Linked DNA regions of Mus musculus: region 1 is linked to region 2. Evidence: chromatin contacts called from public HiChIP or PLAC-seq data. All regions are on one chromosome and are shown on one strand. The core of a region is the stretch at or near the end of the contact, and the rest is flanking DNA. Distances in the headings are between cores, read along the strand shown. Region 1 has its middle 35 kb from the start of Gm32847. Region 2 holds the start of Pfn2 (profilin 2).

What was found. HiChIP or PLAC-seq counts read pairs in DNA pulled down with a chosen protein or histone mark.
Region 1: an H3K4me3 HiChIP or PLAC-seq map of forebrain shows a contact between it and region 2, with 7 times the contacts expected there. The contact joins the enhancer-like site here to the promoter of Pfn2 in region 2. A contact is called at or near these places in 8 of 39 promoter capture datasets (the 3T3-L1 cell line, cranial neural crest, embryonic stem cells and 3 more), 1 of 15 datasets of contacts at CTCF or cohesin (the NIH/3T3 cell line) and 4 of 115 datasets of contacts at active chromatin or transcription factors (embryonic stem cells, forebrain, pancreatic cancer cells and 1 more).

The regions. Positions count from the first base shown.
Region 1 is chr3:58,333,592-58,339,504 of GRCm38.p6, forward strand. No RefSeq gene overlaps it. Among named protein-coding and RNA genes, the nearest start is that of Gm32847, 35 kb to the left of the region's middle. Within about 2 kb of position 2,635, at least 9 of the 459 cell types and tissues checked have an H3K27ac peak or open chromatin away from gene starts, as enhancers often do.
Region 2 is chr3:57,845,356-57,850,920 of GRCm38.p6, forward strand. Pfn2 (profilin 2) reads right to left here and starts at 2,402. Exons shown (of 3, transcript NM_019410.3): 1 at 1,996-2,402; 2 at 1-11. The coding sequence starts at 2,127.

The sequences.
Region 1 (5,913 bases), core at 1,385-3,884, 490 kb after region 2:
TGATTTTGGCATCGGTAAATCCCCAGGTTCTCTAATAGCTTACCACTCGGCATCTTATTAGTTAATTTCCTGTTTGAAATGAGATTTATTTATTTATTTTATTTTTAAGGCACTCTTACTTTGAAGTTCAAGCTGACTTCAAATAAGTAACAATCCTTCTGTCTCAGCTTCCCAAGTGCTGCAATTATAGGCGTGCACCACCTTTGTTGGCAAAACTGATACTTTAAACTATCATCCATAATACTAAAGAAAAAAGGAATTCCCCAGCTTCTCATCTGGACCATCTATGTTCAATACATACCCATAAATGTCTCTTCATTTGCTTTCTCCCTTGGTGCAAAAATAGACGGCGACTCACCAGCTCTTTCGTTTCTTTAGTAACACTTTTGCGAAGAGTTACTGCACTCCAGCAGTTAGACTTCTGCACAACTTCAAAGGGGCTCTCTGAGAGCTGACATTTAATTTGCTGCTGCTACAAGGCACTGTGTTTGTTTGATAACTTAGCCCTCCCTCCCCACGCCCCACTCCACCCCCGCGCCCCATCCCCTGAGCCAGGTGTTTCTCCATCTCTGGATAAAATAAGGTGTCAAAGCCCTGGACTTTGGCTATGTTCCCAAAGGGTATTAAAATACACTGGAAAGATGAACCTTCTTGGCTGGAGGACGATGCCTGAGAGGAAAGGAACACAAGCTGGTCTGACAGGATCCTGGGCTTGGCCCTGATTCATCCCACCTCGTCTTACCTGGACTAACTGCTGTTTTTGGTGAGGTTAGCGGAGCTGAAGCGTGCTCTGAGGATCTGAGATTTCATCATATGCTATTAGGTCACATTTCCCCCAAAGTCAGGCCTGCTCATATCTGAATTACTGAGCTCATTATTCGTCAGGTTTAAAAAAAAAAAAATGTTTATCTCCAATGTTGCTCCAGTATATTTTAATTTTAGGACAGACGTTTTATCCGACACAAGCACAGCTTCTGGTAAACTGTTCTGAGTTTATCTATATATAGTTTTAGAAGCTGGAGGTCTACGAAAAGTAAAGAGTACTCCAAGATAAATCAGACCTACTAAAAATAAAAGGAACTGTGGTTGGCTCTTCTGTTTGTTATCAGTGCTAGGAAAGTAATTTCCCCAAATCACAGAAAGAAGGAGAACAGGAAAAATAAAAACTATGGCAGTTCTAGGCTAATTAACCCCCTGGTTTGGATATGTTTTCATTTAGTGTTTAAAACAAGATACGAATTCACGTTATTTTCCACCTTGCTTCCTTAGCCTGACATCACAAACCCTGTTCTCCCGTTTTTGCTGTATGGTCTCTTCCGTGGCACAGACAGGTTTTAGTGAACAAAAGAGGCTGGCAATTTAAAAAGAAGGGGGAGGGGAGAGGAGAAGGAGTGGGTGGGGAAAGAAATACAGATCATATGACATTTACTTAAGTCATATCTTATCATCAAATTATTTTTCATTGGTATTGCAGAGGATCACTCTTCTAGACAATGTTCTAACATACACAGAATGCATCTGAGGGGGCATACTAAAATTTGTATTTGTTTTTGTTGTTTTTCTCATTGTGTTTTGAACTGCCAGGGATCCGCCTTTTGCCTTCGCACATGCTGGCCACTTTATTAACAAACTGCAGGCCCAGGCTCCAGAACTATTTTAAAGATTATTTTTCAACAAGGAGGCAGCGACACTCTTTATCTTTTGTTCTTAAAAAAAATTAAAGAATTTGCATGGAGGAGCACAACCTCCTAGAATTCTGAGTTTTATTGGAAATCAAGTCTTTTTAATATATTCCCTAAGGACAAAAGTGTTTTGCCAGCCTCGGTGCCAATGAGAGCAAGCTTCTCACTTATTATTCTGAGAATTAATAAGTGATACAATGTGAGGGGGCCTTGCCAGAGTCCTCTCGCCAGTTCAGCTGCTGAGCCTTAAAGTGTAATAAAGAAAAATAAGATGGGGGCGGGCAGGTTGGAGCATTGAGCAAGGATGAAAGGGACAATATTGTATGCTCGTATTTCTTTTACACTTGAGATTCTCCCATTTTAGAAGGAAGGAAAATATGGGCAAATGTGAAGGGCCGTGTTTTTAATAAAAGCCTTGGCTGCCATTCTGTAGGAACTGATGCAAGTAATTCTATCTCTTTAAGGGTTCAAAGTAAAAGAAAGAAATTAATTGACAGGACTTCATACGGTATTTGGAAAATGCATTGCTTTGTGCTTGGTGTAATTCTGCTGGGGGGGGGGGGGAGCAAGACCTCTCTCAGATCTAGTTCTGTTTTGTATTATATTTAAGGATGGAACGAAGAAAGAAGGGAGAGAGACAGGGAGAGACGGAGGGATGTCCTCAAACCCAACACGGTGCCGCCTCATTTACAGCTGTCCTGTTGCAAGATAATAGCAGCTTGGATTTTTTTTTTCCTAGTAGAATTAGAAAGTACAAACTTTTGTTGCAGATTTTCTAATGAAACCATGATACATATTTTTCTGACACGCTATAAAAACAAGTCCGCCTGAAGCCCCTGCTGTCAGAGGCCTGCCACGCTGGCTTCCAGGGATGGAATTCCTTGAGAGAGACAGTGTTTCATACCTCTGCCCTCAGCAATTCAGCTCTGCTTCGTTCCAATATGCATTTTTGCGCCATGCATCACAATAACCTTGAACCTGGCCCCTTAGAGGGGACCTTCGCAGTGAGATCCAGCAGTGATTGTGTCTGAGCCACATTCTCTGCAAGATGCTGCCATAGAAACTGAAGCCGTTTATGCCTAACCTGCTCTGGTTTGCTCCTGAGGGCAAGATGTAGAACAGGCATTCTGCAAGGGTCACTGAAACTTGCAAGATTTCTCCACCTCTGGCTAGTGGGAGGAGCCGGAGCTTGTAACTTGGATTGAAGATCATATGAAACCTATTTATGTCTTTTTTTTGTTTTTAATGTTCTCTTTTTTTATTCCCAATCAGACATGGAAGAGACACTGAACCTGAATCAAAAGTAGGTTTATGAGCATGACTGGAACTAGCACTCCATACAGATGAGACGCCGAGTGACCAAAATAAACACAAACTCTCTATGAACCAAATCATTGCAATATACCTGTCTTCAAAGCCCACAGGCTCCTGATGCTCTCATAAATCCACACTGCATTGAAAGGGTGTGCCTCTGGCTTCCACCAGTAGCTTGCATCCACTTGTATCACATTCAGCTGCTCTCAAACCTGCAAATCATTATCTGCCTGGCCGTGCGTGAACTACTGTCCAGAACAGTCTCAGTCCCGATGACCGCTCTATCACTTCCTGACTGCTGTCCTAGTACAAATATAGGTATTGTTGCAACAAGGCAGATAGTAAAGAAGTAACTCCACTGAGTTGGAAAGATCTACAGTTTAGGAAAGTAAATGAACTATATATACCCCCACCCCCTGCATCCTGAGCATTTGAAATACCCAAACCCTTCCCCATCGTGTGCACCAAATGATAATCACCACAGGCCTGCCCAGGGCCACACCCAGTTTTTAGTGATCTCACTTTCATCTCTCACAAAAAGCAAATTAGGATGCAAATGAACATGATTGCTACAAGAATAAAACATGCTAGCATGTTTTAGAAAACTATTATACAAGCCAGTGAATGGTTGGATGGGTAATAGGGCTTGTGGAGCAAGTCTGGCAACCTGAGTTGGATCACTGAAACCCATAGTGGAAGGAGATTCTGAGTCCTCAAAGTTGCCCTTTGTGAAGGGCTGAGAAGCACCTGAAAAAAATGTTCAACATCCTTAATCATCAGGGAAATGCAAATCAAAACAACCCTGAGATTCCACCTCACACCAGTCAGAATGGCCAAGATCAAAAATTCTGGTGACAGCAGATGCTGGCAAGGATGTGGAGAACGAGGAACACTCCTCCATTGTTGGTGGGATTGCAAGCTGGTACAACCACTCTGGAAATCAGTCTGGCGGTTCCTCAGAAAATTGGACATAGTACTACCGGAGGATCCCGAAATACCTCTCCTGGGCATATATCCAGAAGATGCCCCAACTGGTAAGAAGGACACATGCTCCACTATGTTCATAGCAGCCTTATTTATAATAGCCTGAAGCTGGAAAGAACCCAGATGTCCCTCAACAGAGGAATGGATACAGAAAATGTGGTACATTTACACAATGGAGTACAACTCAGCAATTAAAAACAATGAATTCATGAAATTCTTAGACAAATGCATGGATCTGGAGGATATCATCCTGAGTGAGGTAACCCAATCATGAAAGAACTCACATGATATGCACTCACTGATAAGTGGATATTAGCACAGAAACAGAACATCCAAGATACAATTTCCAAAACACATGAAACTCAAGAAGAAGGAAGACCAAAGTGTGGATACTTTGCTCCTTCTTAGAATGGGGAACAAAATACCCATGGAAGGAGTTACAGAGACAAAGTTTGGAGCTGAGATGGAAGGAGAGACCATCCAGAGACTGCTCCACCTGGGGATCCATCCCATATACAACCACCAAACCCAGACACTATTGCATATGCCAGAAAGATTTTGCTGACAGGACCATGATATAGCTCTCTCATGTGAGGCTATGCCAGTGCCTGGCAAATACAGAAGTGGATGCTCACAGTCATTTATTGGATGGAACACAGGGCCCACAATGAAGGAGCTAGAGAAAGTACCCAAGGAGCTGAAGGGATCTGCAACCCTATAGGAGAAACAGCAATATGAACTAACCAGTACCCCCCAGAGTTGTGTCTCTAGTTGCATTTGTAACAAAGGATGGCCTAGTTGGCCATCAATGGGAGGAGAGGCCCTTTGCAAGAGGTCTTGCAAAGATCATATGCCCCAGTACAGGGGAATGCCAGAGCCAGGAAGCAGGAGTGGGTGGGTTTGGGAGCTGGGCGGAGGAAGGGTATAGGGGGCTTTGGGGATAGCATTTGAAATGTAAATGAAAAAATTATCTAATTAAAAAAAAGAAAATATCAATTTTAAAAAATGAAAAAGAAATAGTTGCCCTTTGACCTCCACATATACATCATGGCCTACACATACACACACATACCCTCATCATCTTTCTCCTCCTCCTCATCATCAATACATTTCTAAACACTGGTACTTCATTTCTTACTTGGCACAGCCAATCAAGCCTATTGATATTCTAATGCTGCTGCTCCGTGCCGACCACCACTGCATGAATGCAGTTGTTTTTCACACATTGGAAATTAGTTTGTTCATATTGTTATATATAAACCAGTGCTCAGATTTCTGAAAGGATTAATTTTTTTTTCCAGAAAACCCATGGAAAGGTCATTTTATTCTCAAAGTAAAAGGAACCCCAATAATTTTCTACCAGAATGTCTTTATGTAGAAATACTAGGCAATTTGCTCTTTACAAATTGTTTTGTTTTGTTTTTAGCATTTGAACTTTTCCCTATCCGTTTTATTTACATGAGTAGGCTAGGATGGATTTTTGTTGAATGAATAAATACATGAATGGATGGGCCACTTCCAGGGGCCTAAGAATAGATTCAGGAGTATTTTTAGCTAAATTAAGTAAGACCAGCGGCTTTCAGAGATGATGCATTTCAGATCCTCTCCTAACTCATGTCAACTTGTGAGCCAGGTCAAGGCAGTGTCATCGTCCTGACTAACTCAGAACGTTCAATTATTATGGAAGAGGGAGAGACCAAGAGCTACACGGCTATGTTTCACTGATTCACTCAACAGAAAGGGGAATGCTCGTCGCTTTTCTCAGTACTACATAATCTGCTTTTCTTTTCTTTTCTTTTTTAAATAAAGTAATGGCAGTTACTTTCTTAAGAGCAAATTATATGGGGGAATGGAAAATAGCAACTCTTTAGGGAAAAATCCACTTATTTCATGTCCTTAGTCTTGTTCCCTCCAGCCAGGGAAAGGCATTTGG
Region 2 (5,565 bases), core at 1,152-3,651:
ATTTCTACTGGCTGGCCACCCAAAACAAAGAAGAAAAAAATTACAGTTAATCAGAATCTGATACAACAAACTGTGTGCTACCGTAGAATCAAGATAGCTGTTTTTATTATTACCTATTCCTTCGTGGTTACATGATTTACACATTAGTTTGCTTTTGCAGCGAACAGTGAGGCCTGCTAACTAAAAGCCAGTGTGTATCAACCATACAGAGAGTTTCCCTAAATAGTTGGCAGTTGACACTAGGTGCAAACTGAAAACGAGTTATTTATAAACTATCTCAAGTCAGGTGCTACTTGAGGTGCTTATGTAATTGTAAAGATTCAGGTATAAGCTCTTGTATACAACAGCTTGACTATCATATTTTGCCACATTAGTCATGTTGCATCAAATTTAAAGTTGGGTAAAGTCGATCCAGATGGGCCTGCTTACATCTCTGTTTCAAGCAGCTTGAAATGTCCCTGGTAGTATGAACCTCAGTTACCACAGACTGTGGGACATCTCCAAATTCATATTTCCCTCCTACTTTTCTAGCCACCACTCTTTTCTCTCCAACTTGCCTTGCCCTTCCATTCAATAACCTGCTTTCCTTCTGGACAAATGCAGAGTGATTCTGTCTACAGCACTGCGGTAGCAACAGCAAAATCAGAGAGAAAATGGAGGGGCATTGGTAAAGAAAGTGAGGTAGCCACCAGAACCGGAAAAGAGAATCTGTTCATTCTAACGTTCCATGAATAAGAAGGAAGGCGTCGCCCCCATCAGAACTGCAGAGTCATAGCAGGCCCCAGCCATTTCCAAGCATACTCCCGCAATATTCTTAAGCCAGACAGCGGGAACTCACACACAAAGACAAGACTGCAGAAAAAAAAGTTAATCACCAAATGTCAATTCGCTATAGGAACTGTGGCCTCCCACATGGGGACAGGAGATCTTAAAGCACTCCTGTCACAGACTGAATCCACACTAATTTGTTAAACCACATTAAGTAGTAAAATGCTGAGCACCTGTGATATGGGACTTGAATTCTGTTATGTGGTAGGGGAGGGAGTGGGAGTGGGGAGCAAAGAAATTAAGAGAATGGTCCTGTACTTGATACTGGTGTCAAAATCTTAAAGAGCATTGCATAGAAACAAGCATAACAATAAGCAGTGTTGGAGACTGGTTGACGAATATTCTCCAAATGTGTGGCAACCCAGTCAAAAGCCATCAAGTCACATGAAAAGGAGGCACCGTGAAGCATAAATCGGTATTAGTTCTTTTACTACCATCACTAAAGAGGGAGTGACTTGGAGAAGTGTTATCCCCCTCCAGCGACTCCCCAGATTTTTTTAAATCACCCTTAAACCATCCCCTTTTTAGAGCTATGTTGCGTAACTGGGGATAACAGTATATCGATGAATCTCTATAGGTGGAGAAGAGAAATCAATGGCAGTTCGCCATCTTGGAGGAAAAAAAAAAAAAACTATAGAACCACAAGCTGAAGTAGATTCACCATTCCACCTACGTGGTCCGCGTACCTTTCTCTCCAGCCTAGGCGGCCTGGACACCCGCAAGCCTACGCAAAGTCACTCCATTAATTCCCGGGATCCGGCCACTGCCGCCTCCCACATTCCGCGCTCACAACCGAACCAGATCCAGGGCCAGCCTGCCGCCCAGATTCCCCCCGCCCACACCCGGGGACCCGCACTGCAGCCCGCAGGGCTCCCCGAACGCCGAGGGCCTCCCGGGGAGGCGTCCCCTCCTCCACCCTGGCAGCCGCAAGCCGGGGCGCCGCCGGGGCGAAGAGTCCGGCCGCCCCGCCCCCGCGCGGCCTCGGGCAGCATCCCCAGGCTCAGCTGCCCGCAACCGGGCTCCGGCTGCATCCCCTTCCTCGCGGGCGGGCGAGGAAGCCGGCGGTACCCTTCCCTTCAGCCCTAGCCGCATCCCTTCCTCGCGGGCGGGCGTCCCCTTCTCAGAGGCCCGCCGCACACCTGCCGGCTTGGCGCCCCCGGGCCTCACCGTGATGCTCTGGAAGACGCCCCCGGCCGTGGCTGCCCAGACGTATTTGGCGTCGCAGTAGCCGACAATGGCGGCCTCCTGGCAGCAGCCATCGCACATCAGGTTATCCACGTAGCTCTGCCAACCGGCCATCTTCGAGCCCTTCGCACTGCAGCGGGGACGGCAGGAGCAGAGGCGCAGCAGCGGCAGCGGCGGCGGCGGCGGCGGCGGCGGTGGAGGCGGGGCGGGGGCGGGGAGGAGGCGGCTCTGCGCAGGCACCGACCGCCCCTCTCCGGGGAACTGCGGCGGGCGGTGACAGGACCCGCAGCGGGGAGCGCCGGGCGGCCGCGGCCGCGGGGCTCAGGAGCCGGCGGCGGAGCGACGCTGGCAGCGGGGCTGGTGACGGCCGTCTCACACCGCCGCAGCTCCCTCGGCTCTCCGCGGCCGGCGGGATGTGCGCGCGCGTGCGTGCGATCCTTCCGCAGCGCAGCCGGCGAGGGTCCCCGGGAGGGCGGGGGAGCCGAGGCGGGGGCGCGGAGGGATACCGCCGGGGACAATCACGGCCCACACGTGCGGGAGGCGAGTGGGCGTGCGGCTGGGGCGCGGCGGCGGAGGCCTCACCACCGGCTAGGAGGCGAAGCAGCTTGAGTGGGCGCCGTGGGGTGCCGGAGCTCTGGGCGCCCAGCGGCCACGCTCACCTCTCAAGCGCCCGCTCGGGGACGCGGTATTGACAGCATCGGTGTCGGGTGGCAGGGTTGCCCTGGTGACGGGATGCGGAGGGTTTACCCTTTGTAGTGGGAGCGGCCAGTGCGGATGGCCCACACTTGGGGAGGTGTCTCTTAGAAGACCTTGGCCAGCTGCGCCTGCACGCTCCTGAAATCAGAGCAGCTCTATGCTCTTTGTTGCCTCCTTTGAGTACAAGGAACTTCAGGTTCAGTGGAGCTTTTGCCCTGAACCCAGTGCTGCTCATCATGAGTGTGGCTCAGTCGTCCAGAAATTCTAAACAAAACAGACCCTATGTGCACCTGGTAACTGCAAAAGTTAGTGTGCGTTAAATACATCCATGAAATACAAAGAATAATCAAGCTAGAAAAGGAGTCATTGAACTAGACCAGTGGTTCTCAAACTTCCTAATGTGACCCCGTGATACAGTTACTCATGCTGTGCTGACCCCCAACCTTAAATTATTTTGTTTCTATTTCATAACTGACATTCTGTTAGTTATGAATCATACTGTAAATATCTGATGTGGAGGATATCTGATATGTGACCCCAAAGGGTTTGAGGCCCACAGGTTGAGACCCACTGTACTAGATGGTGAAAATAGTTCAGAATCTAGATCTGAGGAAGACTTGTATAAGACAGGGTGGGAAGTGGTTTAAGGGTCTCTGAACATTCACCTACATCTTTATTAATTTTATGTGCTGGGTCTAGACCCAGCATCAGATGTTCCCCAGTGATGACTAGTTTAAATGGATGACAAACTTGACCTGCCTATTAAGGGAAAGAAAGCTCCAATAGATTGCAAGCTGTTGTCAATTTTAAAGTTGTGGGGTACACTGACAATTTTATAATAGCATCACTGAACTTTTGCTTATTTATTTATTGGACTTTAAAAAATAAAACTAATGTCCTAGTGTTCTGATCGCTGTGAAGAGACACCATGACCACAGCAACTCTTTTTTTTTCCATTTTTATTAGGTATTTACCTCATTTACATTTCCAATGCTATACCAAAAGTCCCCCATACCCACCCACCCCCCACTCCCCTACCCACCCACTCCCCCTTTTTGGCCCTGGCGTTCCCCTGTAGACCACAGCAACTCTTACAAAGAAAAAAAAATTAAAAGGGACTGGCTTACAGTTTTAGAGGTTTAGTCCATTATCATCATGCTTGGGAGTATACAAGCTGACATGATACAGAGGCATCGCTGAGAGTTCCACATCTAGATCCCAAAGCAACAAGAAGAGTCCTGGTCCTGAATTTGAACTTTTGAAACCTCAAACCCCACCCACAATGACATACTTCCTCCAACAAGGCCACACCTCCCAATCCTTCCTGTGTAGTGTCATTGATGACTAAGCATTCAAATGTATGAGCCTTTGGGGACCATTCTCATTCAAACTACCACAGGTAGGACTAAGACCATGGAAACTAGAGGAGGGCCAACAACAGAGTAGTCAGCTGTCAAGTTGGGACAGTATTTGTCCTCCTGTTTGGAAGATAGAGAATTCTGCTCCTTATACAGGAATCTGTCCACTTCTGCCTTTGTGTCCTCATCTGATTTAATCTCCCTTACTCTTTCCTATTTATCATTCTGCCTGTTTGTCACAATCATTTTAATTCTTAACTTTTATTATCACCTTAAAAAAATAAAGATGGGGTGGAGAAATGGTTCAGTAGTTGGGACTGGGTGCTCTTCTACCAGGTCCCGGGTTCAGTTCTCAGCATCTATATGGCAGCTCACAACTGTCTGTAACTCCAGTTCCAGGGGATCCATAGCACCAAGTATGCAGGTGGTATACATATATATGCATGCAGGCAAAATACCAAGATGCATAAAATATTTTTTTTAATTAAAGATGGGGCAGGGGGTGTAGTGTCACATATCTTTAATCCCAGCACTAGGAAGGCAGGCTCAAAAGGAACTCTTCAATTTGAGGTCATGTCTTAGTCAGGGTTTCTATTCCTGCACAAACATCATGACCAAGAAGCAAGTTGGGAAGGAAAGGATTTATTCAGCTTACACTTCCACACTGCTGTTCATCACCAAGGAAGTCAGGACTGGAACTCAAGCAGGTCAGGAAGCAGGAGCTGATGCAGAAGCCATGAAGGGATGGATGTTTCTTACTGGCTTGCTTCCCCTGGCTTGCTCAGCTTGCTTTCTTATAGAACCCAAGACTACCAGCCCAGGGATGGCACCACCCACAGTGGGCCCTCCCATCCTTGATCACTAATTGAGAAAATGCCTTATAGTTGGATCTCATGGAGGCATTTCCTCAAGGGAGGCTCCTTTCTCTGTGATAACTTTAGCTTGTGTCAAGTTGACACACAAAACCAGCCAGCACAGGTCATGTGTACATATAGTGTTATAGGTTAGCCAGGGCTACATAGTGAGACCTGTCAAATTAATGGTGACTAGACTACAGTTAGCCAATAAAATGGATATGCTTACTTTGTGAAAATTTATAAAATGATAAATGTTTAGAATTTGTCTCCTTTATGCATTCTATAATCCAGTAAATTTAAACAGTAAATAAGGTAATAGAAAAGATAGTAATTTGGAGAAATATAGAAAGTATGTTTTGTTCGTTACTGTGATGCAGGATTCTGGTGGGTGTGGTGGCCACAAGAGGAAATGATTTCCTGGAGGCTGCAGAGTAGTTCTGTTCAACATGACTCAGTAACTGGTGTTGGTTCAAATTTTGAGAGTCTATCCCTGAGTAGTTTATTTTAGGTGTCTTTAAATACAACACAACCTGGTGAAATTTCTCCTAGATGAATAGCTCAGTTTCATGTGCACAACAAAGCTTCAGAGGTAACTACATCAAAACGTGTGACATCTTCCATAAAGATAGGTTATACAGATT